Regions from separate parts of the Mustela erminea genome. Here region 1 is linked to region 2. A link is a contact called in public Hi-C data. All regions are on one chromosome and are shown on one strand. Each heading gives the region's core, a stretch centred on a gene start, on an enhancer-like site or on the middle of the called end of the contact. The rest is flanking DNA. Distances are from core to core; before and after follow the strand shown. Region 1 has its middle 25 kb from the start of FBXO17. Region 2 holds the start of LRFN1 (leucine-rich repeat and fibronectin type III domain-containing protein 1).

Region 1 (3,792 bases), core at 459-2,958, 150 kb before region 2:
GAGAGCCTTGCCTAGGAGTCAAAACTGGGGATGAGCCCGGGCTCTGCCCTATCAGCTTGTGCGCCTTGAGCAAATAAAGTTACTTCTCTAAGCTTTGGTTTCCTCTGCGAAGCCGGAATAATCATAGCCCTTGTTGTTAAAATTACACAGCTTAGCTCCCTGCATGGGAACTGTTACTATTATTAAATCTTAAAGTTGTACACATATACCCATTTCCTTTGACCCAGCAGTTCCATTTGTGGTAATCTATTTAAAGAAAATAATTAGAGGTGTGCACAAATATTTAACTGCTTGAATTTGTGGGGCAGGGGGAGGTATTATTTATAATAGCAAAATGTTTATCACAGCTTAGATGGTCAATAAGAAACGGTAGTTAAACTAGAGTTCATTGCTAGAATGGCATCTATGCAGTGGCGAAAACTAATGTTCTTGAAGAAAATGACGTGCAGGGATATTGGTGAGATTTCTGACCTTGTTTTTAGAAACATGTAAAATTCTTTATAAATGTGTGCCCCTCTGTTAAAAAACAAAAAAGGAAGGTAAATGTACAGGAAAAAAAGGACTCATCACTCATTCATTAATTGCTTCCCCAGACATTAATTAAATGGCTACTATGTCTTAGACACTGTGCTGGGGAGCGGCATGGGGGCTGAGGATGCACTTAGCATTTAACAGTATCTTTGAGGAGGTGGAATTAGGACTCATCCCAACCATCCATTCAACAAATGTTTGTTGGCCATCTACATGCCAGTAGTGCAAGGGCACTGGGCACGCACGGTGAACAAGACAGACAAAAACCCATGCTCTCCTGGAGCTGACATTTCAGTAGAGGAAACAACCAAAAAAACAAATTACAATGAGCTAATCATCTAGTTTGTTAGAAGGTGATCAGAGCAGGAAAATATGAAAAAAACGATAAGGGGTGGGGGGAGTTAGTAACTTGCAAGTGGGATGTTTGCCGCTGTAGTTCGAGTGGGAAGGAATAAACTCACTGATAAGGTGCTAGTTGAGTAAAACCCCCGAGGGAAGGGAGGAGCCCTGAGGATCCAAGAAGGAAGAGTCTGTCCCAGACAGAAAGAACAGCCAAAGACCTAAAGAGGTGGGAGAGCTCCGGATATTTTTTCTGGATGAGCAAGGTAGCTGGGACCCAGCGAGTGAAATCATAGGAGAGGATGTCCGGGTTTCATTTATGGATTTTGTTGTTGTTTCCTTTTTTTTTTTTTTTTAAACGAATTAATTACTTTTTAAAAACTTACAGAAAAGATTAAGATCAAATAGTGTCTTGGTTCCAGGTCAAGTTCCTGGACTCAGACTGTTGTTCAAAACTCATTTCGACTTCCTGTAATCCTGAGGCAGCTAATTCATGCCTTTGAGCCTCAGTTCCTTTATCTGTAAAGTGGGTATTGATAATACGATAGAGTTTTAGTGAGTATTTAGTGAGACAATGCAAAGAAAGCATTTGGCCAGGTGAGCGGCACGTACCCCACAAACTCGTTTTGGGGTTAGGTGGGACTCCTACACGAGGATAGTCATTTCCCCTTTAAGAACCCGATTGGGCGGGGAGCCAGCGTCCCCCCGCACCCTTTCCAAATTTTCCAATCCCCGCTTGGCATTTTCTGCCCGAAGGTCTCCGATTGGACAATCTGCGCCAATCAGAGGCTGGAGCGGGCTCTGCCAATGGCCCAGCTCCGCCCCTGAGTGGGCCCTGCCCCCTGCCCGGTCAGCCCCGTTGCTATGGGGACTGGTGGGCGGCGAGGGGGGAAAGCCCCGGATGTTCGTTGGGGATTTAACATGGCGGCGGCAGTGGCCGCGGTGACGGCGGCGCAAGAGAGCTGAGGGCGGTGTGAGTGTTTGGAATTCCCGGTCAAGCAGCTAGGCCGCGAGCGACTGCAGCGCCGAGCCGGTAGGATCACCGGTCTCGCCAGGGGATTGGGGAGGGCCGGGAGACGGCGGTGGGAGAGCGTTCACGCAAGTAGGGGGCGGGGTCGGTGGGGTCAAAGTTCACTCGCTGAGGGAAGGGTCGCCTCGGAGAGGTCAGAGGTTAGTGCTGCTGGGGACGGTGGTGTAGAGGAGATCCGGAGGTCAAACTAGCGAAGGGGGGCGTGGCGAAGGGGACCACAAAGTTCGAAATTTGAAGTGGGGCCCGTTCGAGGGGGTCGGGGCAAGTGTCAGAAAAGGGGGTCAAAATTAGTTATTTGAAGGGAGGGTGCACTTCCTAGAGTCAGAGTTCGAAACCGTGAGGGCGGTGGTATGGAGGTTTACCGACGGCAGCCAGCGGAGCAGATGCATGAGATTTGGGGGTGGGGGTGTACCTTTTGAAGGGATCAGATGTGGGGCGTGGCCAAAGGGGGCAAAGGTCCCAATCTGACAGATGTCATACCTGAGGGGTCAATAGTTAAAACCTTAGCGGGAGGCTTTGCTGCGGAGGACGGGAGGGATGCCCCAGAGAGAGATCAAGGGTGCTTCCTGGCGGGGCAAAGGGGAGCCCTCTCCCACACATAGTGGAAATAATGGCAAACACTGATAAATCACTATGTGTCAGGTCATTTCATATGCTTTACATATATTTAATCCTCATTGCATATATTTAATCCTCATTGCAACCTTATGCGGTTGGTCCAGGATCATCTAATGAGTAAGTTGTGGGGTTAGGATTCAGAATCGAGTTCTGGTCCCAGAGAGATACTATGCTCTACTGCCCCTCAAATAATCACAATTCTGGCTAATACTTAATGAGGGCTAACGTTGCACTCAGCGCTCTCGTTTCATTATACCACAAGTTTGTGAAGTGGGTAGTGGGTAGACCCACTTCCCAGACAGGAAAACTGAGGCTCAGGTCTATCTGCAGAGTAACACCGGCAATTTCCAACCTGGGTCTTTCGGATTCCCGAGCTTCTAACCCCCCGTTGTTACACTGTAGCCTGGAAGATCTGTTCCTGGAAGCAGGGGCCTTGGGCAAGGCCAAGCCACTCCCTGGACTGGAATGGATTGTCTTTGGGCTCCATGGAAGGGTGTGATCTGGGAAGAGAAGTTCTCATGGACCCATGGGAGTAGGGTGTTTGTGGGTGGCCCAGAGTCCAATGAGTCTGATGGGCTTCTGACTGGGAAAGGTGCCCCTGAGTGGGATCCAGTACAAAGCCTAGTGTTCTCTGTACTTAAGACCCCAGTCTCTACTGATGGTCCCAGATTGCTCCCACTTCATTTCCTACAGCTCTCCTTGTCGCTTCTCAAGTTTCAGCCCCACCGGCCTGTTTGCTGTTCTTCAACTCTGCAGGCATATGCCACCCTCTAGGTCTTTGACCTTCCTATTAACTCTGCCTGGAATCCTCTCCCTGGCCCCAGCCCCATACTCACCGTCACCCACGTGCAGCACTTCTAGCATCACCTGCCTCTCACTGTCCCTCACACACTCTTTATCTCCCTGTCTGGTTTTCTCCCCAGGCCCTTGTGCTTACCTTGTTTGTCAGGGCACCATGTGTTGTCTGCCTCCCCCCACCCCAAGAATGTTGACCCCATATGGCAGGAATTTCTCCATGTTATTTCTTCCCCGAATCCCCCCTGGAGCACTGTGGGGCCAGTGGAGGGTGTTTGGTGGTTGAATGTTGGACACTGGGCTGGGCGCTGAGACTCTGGCAGCAGATAAGACACAGAGCTGCCAGGCCTCCAGGGGCTCTTGGTGTCCCTTGGTGGGAGCAGACTGGAACCAGACCCCCAGCCAGTGATCCACAGCTACGTATGGACCCCTAGGGTGCCCGGCCTGGGGGTGGGGAGAGCCTGGGGAGTTGGAGCTGA
Region 2 (3,845 bases), core at 155-2,654:
AAATGCACACACCAGCAGATACACACCTCACACATACACATAACTACAAGCACACACAGGCAACACAAAAACTGATAATCAAGCCCACAGGCACAAAAAGATCCACCTTGCACACACATTCTGAGATGTTCACTCATGACAGACACATACTCACACAACAGCCCTGGGAGGGACATTACACACTTCCAAAATGCACATAAAATATTGAACCACAGTGGCATAGTCAACAGATAGGCATACATTCACACACACAGTCATGAACACGCATCCCTCCCAGCCCTGAGGTACCCCCGCCCCACCTACATCCCAGCTCAAAGAAATCCTAACATCCTTCCCTCCCAGCACATCCTCCCCCACCCCCAACCGAGGCACCTGCCAGGGCCTGAGGTCAGAGTTCAGCAGGTGGAGTCTCAAAGGGTTGGGGGGCTGAGTCCTAGAGCCCCGCTGCAAGGCAATCCTCCCTCCAGCCGCCCAAAGATCCCCCGGCCTGGCCATCTGTATGCCGGCAACTCAGGCAGGCCGTATCTGCGGAGATCTGGCGGGTGGGGGGATTGGGGTGGGGTGGGTGGGGAAGGGCCGGGTCTGTGCCCCTCCCCTCCAGCCCATCTGTCCATCCCTCGGCCTCTCATCCCTCCATCTGTCCACCTACCGGCCGCCCATCCCCCCCCACCTCCCAGGCACCGGGAAGGGGAAGACATGGCCGTCTCCCCCAAGGACCGCTGAGGACCCCCCAGTTGACATGGACCGAGGAAGCGGCAAACTCCCCTCCCCCAACCCACACAGAGGCCTGGACCCACAAGAACGAGCCCCAGCCCCTAGCCGGGAACCTGAGGTGGACGCACAGACACACACCCTCAGAGACATGCAACCCGCAGACACACATACACACACACACACAACACAAATGGACACCCAAACGGGCACACCCGGCTACACAAACCCTAGGATGGACATCCAACCTGGACCCAAACACCCAACGCAGCCAGCCCCGCGCACACTGGCTGGGGGTGGGGGGAGGCGGGGGGCACCCACACCTGGGCACACAGCCCACGCACACACACCTGCACACAGCCCCTCCGATGGACGCGCGACAGCCCCCCAGACACACAGCCAGAGGGGCAGCCACTCAGGGGGACACGCGCGCGGCCGGACACAGCACCTCGGCTCGACACCCCGCACACACCCGGATGGCCACACAAGCAGGGCGCCGCACACGCCGGCGCCGGGCACACACAGGGCCGCGCGAGCGCACGCCGGGCCCGCCGCAGCGCCGCGGACACACACTCACGCTCGCACGCTCACACCCGCGCTCCCACCGGCGCCCCCGCCCGCCGCCTCCCGGGCCGCTGCGGGCCGCGCTCACCCAGCCCGGGGGGGCCCAGGGCCCGGCCCCGCCGCCGCCGCCTCGCTCCGCGCCATGGTGGGGGGAGGGCCGGGGGAGGGGGCGCGGTGCCGCGGGGCCGCCTCCCTCCCGCCTCCCGCCCTCCCTCCTGAGCCGCCGCCGAGCTCCGCCCTCCGCGCCGCCCGCCGCCAGAGCCCAGCCGCCACCACCGCCGCAAGGGGGGAGGGGGCGCCGACCGGAGGGGCGGGCGGGGCGGCCGCACCGCCCAGACCCCCGCCCGGGGACGCGCGGCAGACCCCTTTCCACTGCGGAGCCACCGGCCCGCCCCCGACCCCTCCCCAGCCCCACCTCCAGCCCTGCCGGCTTCCCCCGAGACCCCCCCCAGACCACGCCCCAACTGGCGTGGGGACTCGGATCTCGCAGCTGAGACCTGGGATCATGTCCCAATACCCAGGGGAACCTCAGACCATGCCTTACCTCTTCTGAGGATCCAAACCATGTTCTACAGCCACCCAGGAACCCACAAACCTTGTCCTACTCTCCTTGGTGACCTCAGACTCTGCCCCATACTCCAGTGGGAGCCCCAGGTCATATCCCAGCACCAAAGGGGGATCCAGAGCAACCCCCTGCAGGGACCCTAAATCACACTATAACATTCAGGTAGACCCCAGACCATGCCCCAGCTTCCAGAGAGGACCCAAACCATATTTCAACATCCAGGGAGATACCAGATCATGTCTTACTTCCTTTGGGGACCCAAACCATGTCCTTGTGCATCTTGGGGGCCCCCCAGCCATGTCCTTCCACTCTCTAGGACCATGAACCATTCCCTGACCCCCCAGGAGGGACTCCAGACCATGTCTAATTTCTAGGGGGACCCCAAGATGTCTCTTTTTCCCCCTACCTTTCCTCACTACCTCCCATCAGACCCCAGATCATCCTTCCCTCTAAAGCCCCCCTTGGTTTCCAGAACCCCTGATTTGTGCCAGATTCTTTCCCTCCTGTTCCTACTCTTTTTTTTTTTTTTGGACCCTGCAGACCCTTCCCCCTCCCTGTGACTTCCATGGATCCCAGGATTCTTTGCTCCTTCCTAGGTTAGACTCCTTTCTTGCAAAACTCCTACCCAATAGCTGACCCCCCAGTCCCTCCCCAAAATCCCATTGAGTATCTCAGGCCACTCTCCACCTTTTTCTGAGATACTCAGAAACCAACAAGGCCTCCCCTCCAAATCCATCTTATGGCAGACCCCCAGCTCCTTGGCAGCTCAAACCCTTCCCATTTTTGGATCCCACTGTATCAAGGTCCTCTGTCAAACCCCTTCCCTAAATTCCTCCTAGTCACATCATCATCACTTGTAGCCTGCCCTGTCTCCCAGATCCAGGGCACCTCTGCAAAACCTCCCCTTTAGTGAATCTTGACCCCACTCACCACCATTAGATGCCCCCTGGGGACACCCACGATCCTCCCCACCAATCTCCAGATTCCAACATCACCACCGTTATCACCACCTCCAGCCAGGCACCACCACCACCACCCTGGTTCCTGATGCTCCCTGATGGGGTGTGGAGGTCCTGGGCTGGGAAGATGGAGAGAGAGAATAGTTAACAACCACAAAAGTGGACAAGTGTCCAGTGCTACTGTGTGCCAGGGATGGCACAGCTTCCTACATGACTCCATTGACTCCTCCCAGGTGCCAGATGAGGAGGTCCCATCACACCCCTATTTTACAGATGAGGAAAACTTAACCACATAGAGGTTAGTTAATTCGCCTCAAGTTACACAGGTAACAAATGGCAGGAAGTGCAAGGAAAAGAAGGCCATGGCCGGCCTGGGATGGAAAAGGGAGATCCACGGAGATGGGGAAACAAAGAGCTTGAGCCCAAGTATCTCTGGCCCTATCCACCTGTTGACCTCATCCTTTACCACTCTCATTTCCTAGCTCCCCTCAATGGCTTCCTACTCCTCCAACACACCCACTCAGTCCAGCCCCTGGGGTCTTTGCACTCTTTCCCCTTCCTTTTCATTCAAGTCTTAATTCAAATGTGATCTCTTCAGAGAGTCCTTCCTTCCCCCTCCCCAGTTTCCCCCTCACCCTCCACCAATTGTCCAGATGTCTGCCACTTACTCTGAAATCCATAAAAAAGAAGATGGGTTGATGGATGGGTTGACGGATGGGGAGGTGAGAAAGCAAGTACAATAAAACGTTAATGGTAGAATCTAGGTGGTGGGTCTATGAGGGTTCACTGTAAAATTATTTCAACTTTGCTGCATGTTGGAAATATTTTCTAATATATATTTCCTAATACATAGTCACCTAATACTGGTGAGCAGGGGGAGTCTTCTAGAGACTAAAGAGGCAACAAAAGGTCCCACTATTTCTATCCCATCATCTCATTTTATCCCCTACCTAGCATTTATCATGCTTGTTAATAATGTCTCTTTATTGTTCACTTATTTGTTTCTTGCTTGTTGTCTAGTCATTGAAATATAAGCCTCCTGAGAG

What was found. Hi-C and Micro-C count contacts between places; a contact is called where the count stands out from the background.
Region 1: a contact with region 2 is called in a Hi-C map of fibroblasts, with 7 times the contacts expected there. The contact joins the enhancer-like site here to the promoter of LRFN1 in region 2. A contact is called at or near these places in 3 of 3 Hi-C or Micro-C datasets (fibroblasts, skeletal muscle and spleen).

Annotation. Positions count from the first base shown.
Region 1 is chr19:15,573,852-15,577,643 of mMusErm1.Pri, reverse strand. No RefSeq gene overlaps it. Among named protein-coding and RNA genes, the nearest start is that of FBXO17, 25 kb to the left of the region's middle. Within about 2 kb of position 1,708, the one cell type or tissue checked has open chromatin away from gene starts, as enhancers often do. A contact at or near this core is called in fibroblasts, where this site is marked.
Region 2 is chr19:15,418,568-15,422,412 of mMusErm1.Pri, reverse strand. LRFN1 (leucine-rich repeat and fibronectin type III domain-containing protein 1) reads right to left here and starts at 1,404. Exons shown (of 5, transcript XM_032326202.1): 1 at 1,364-1,404.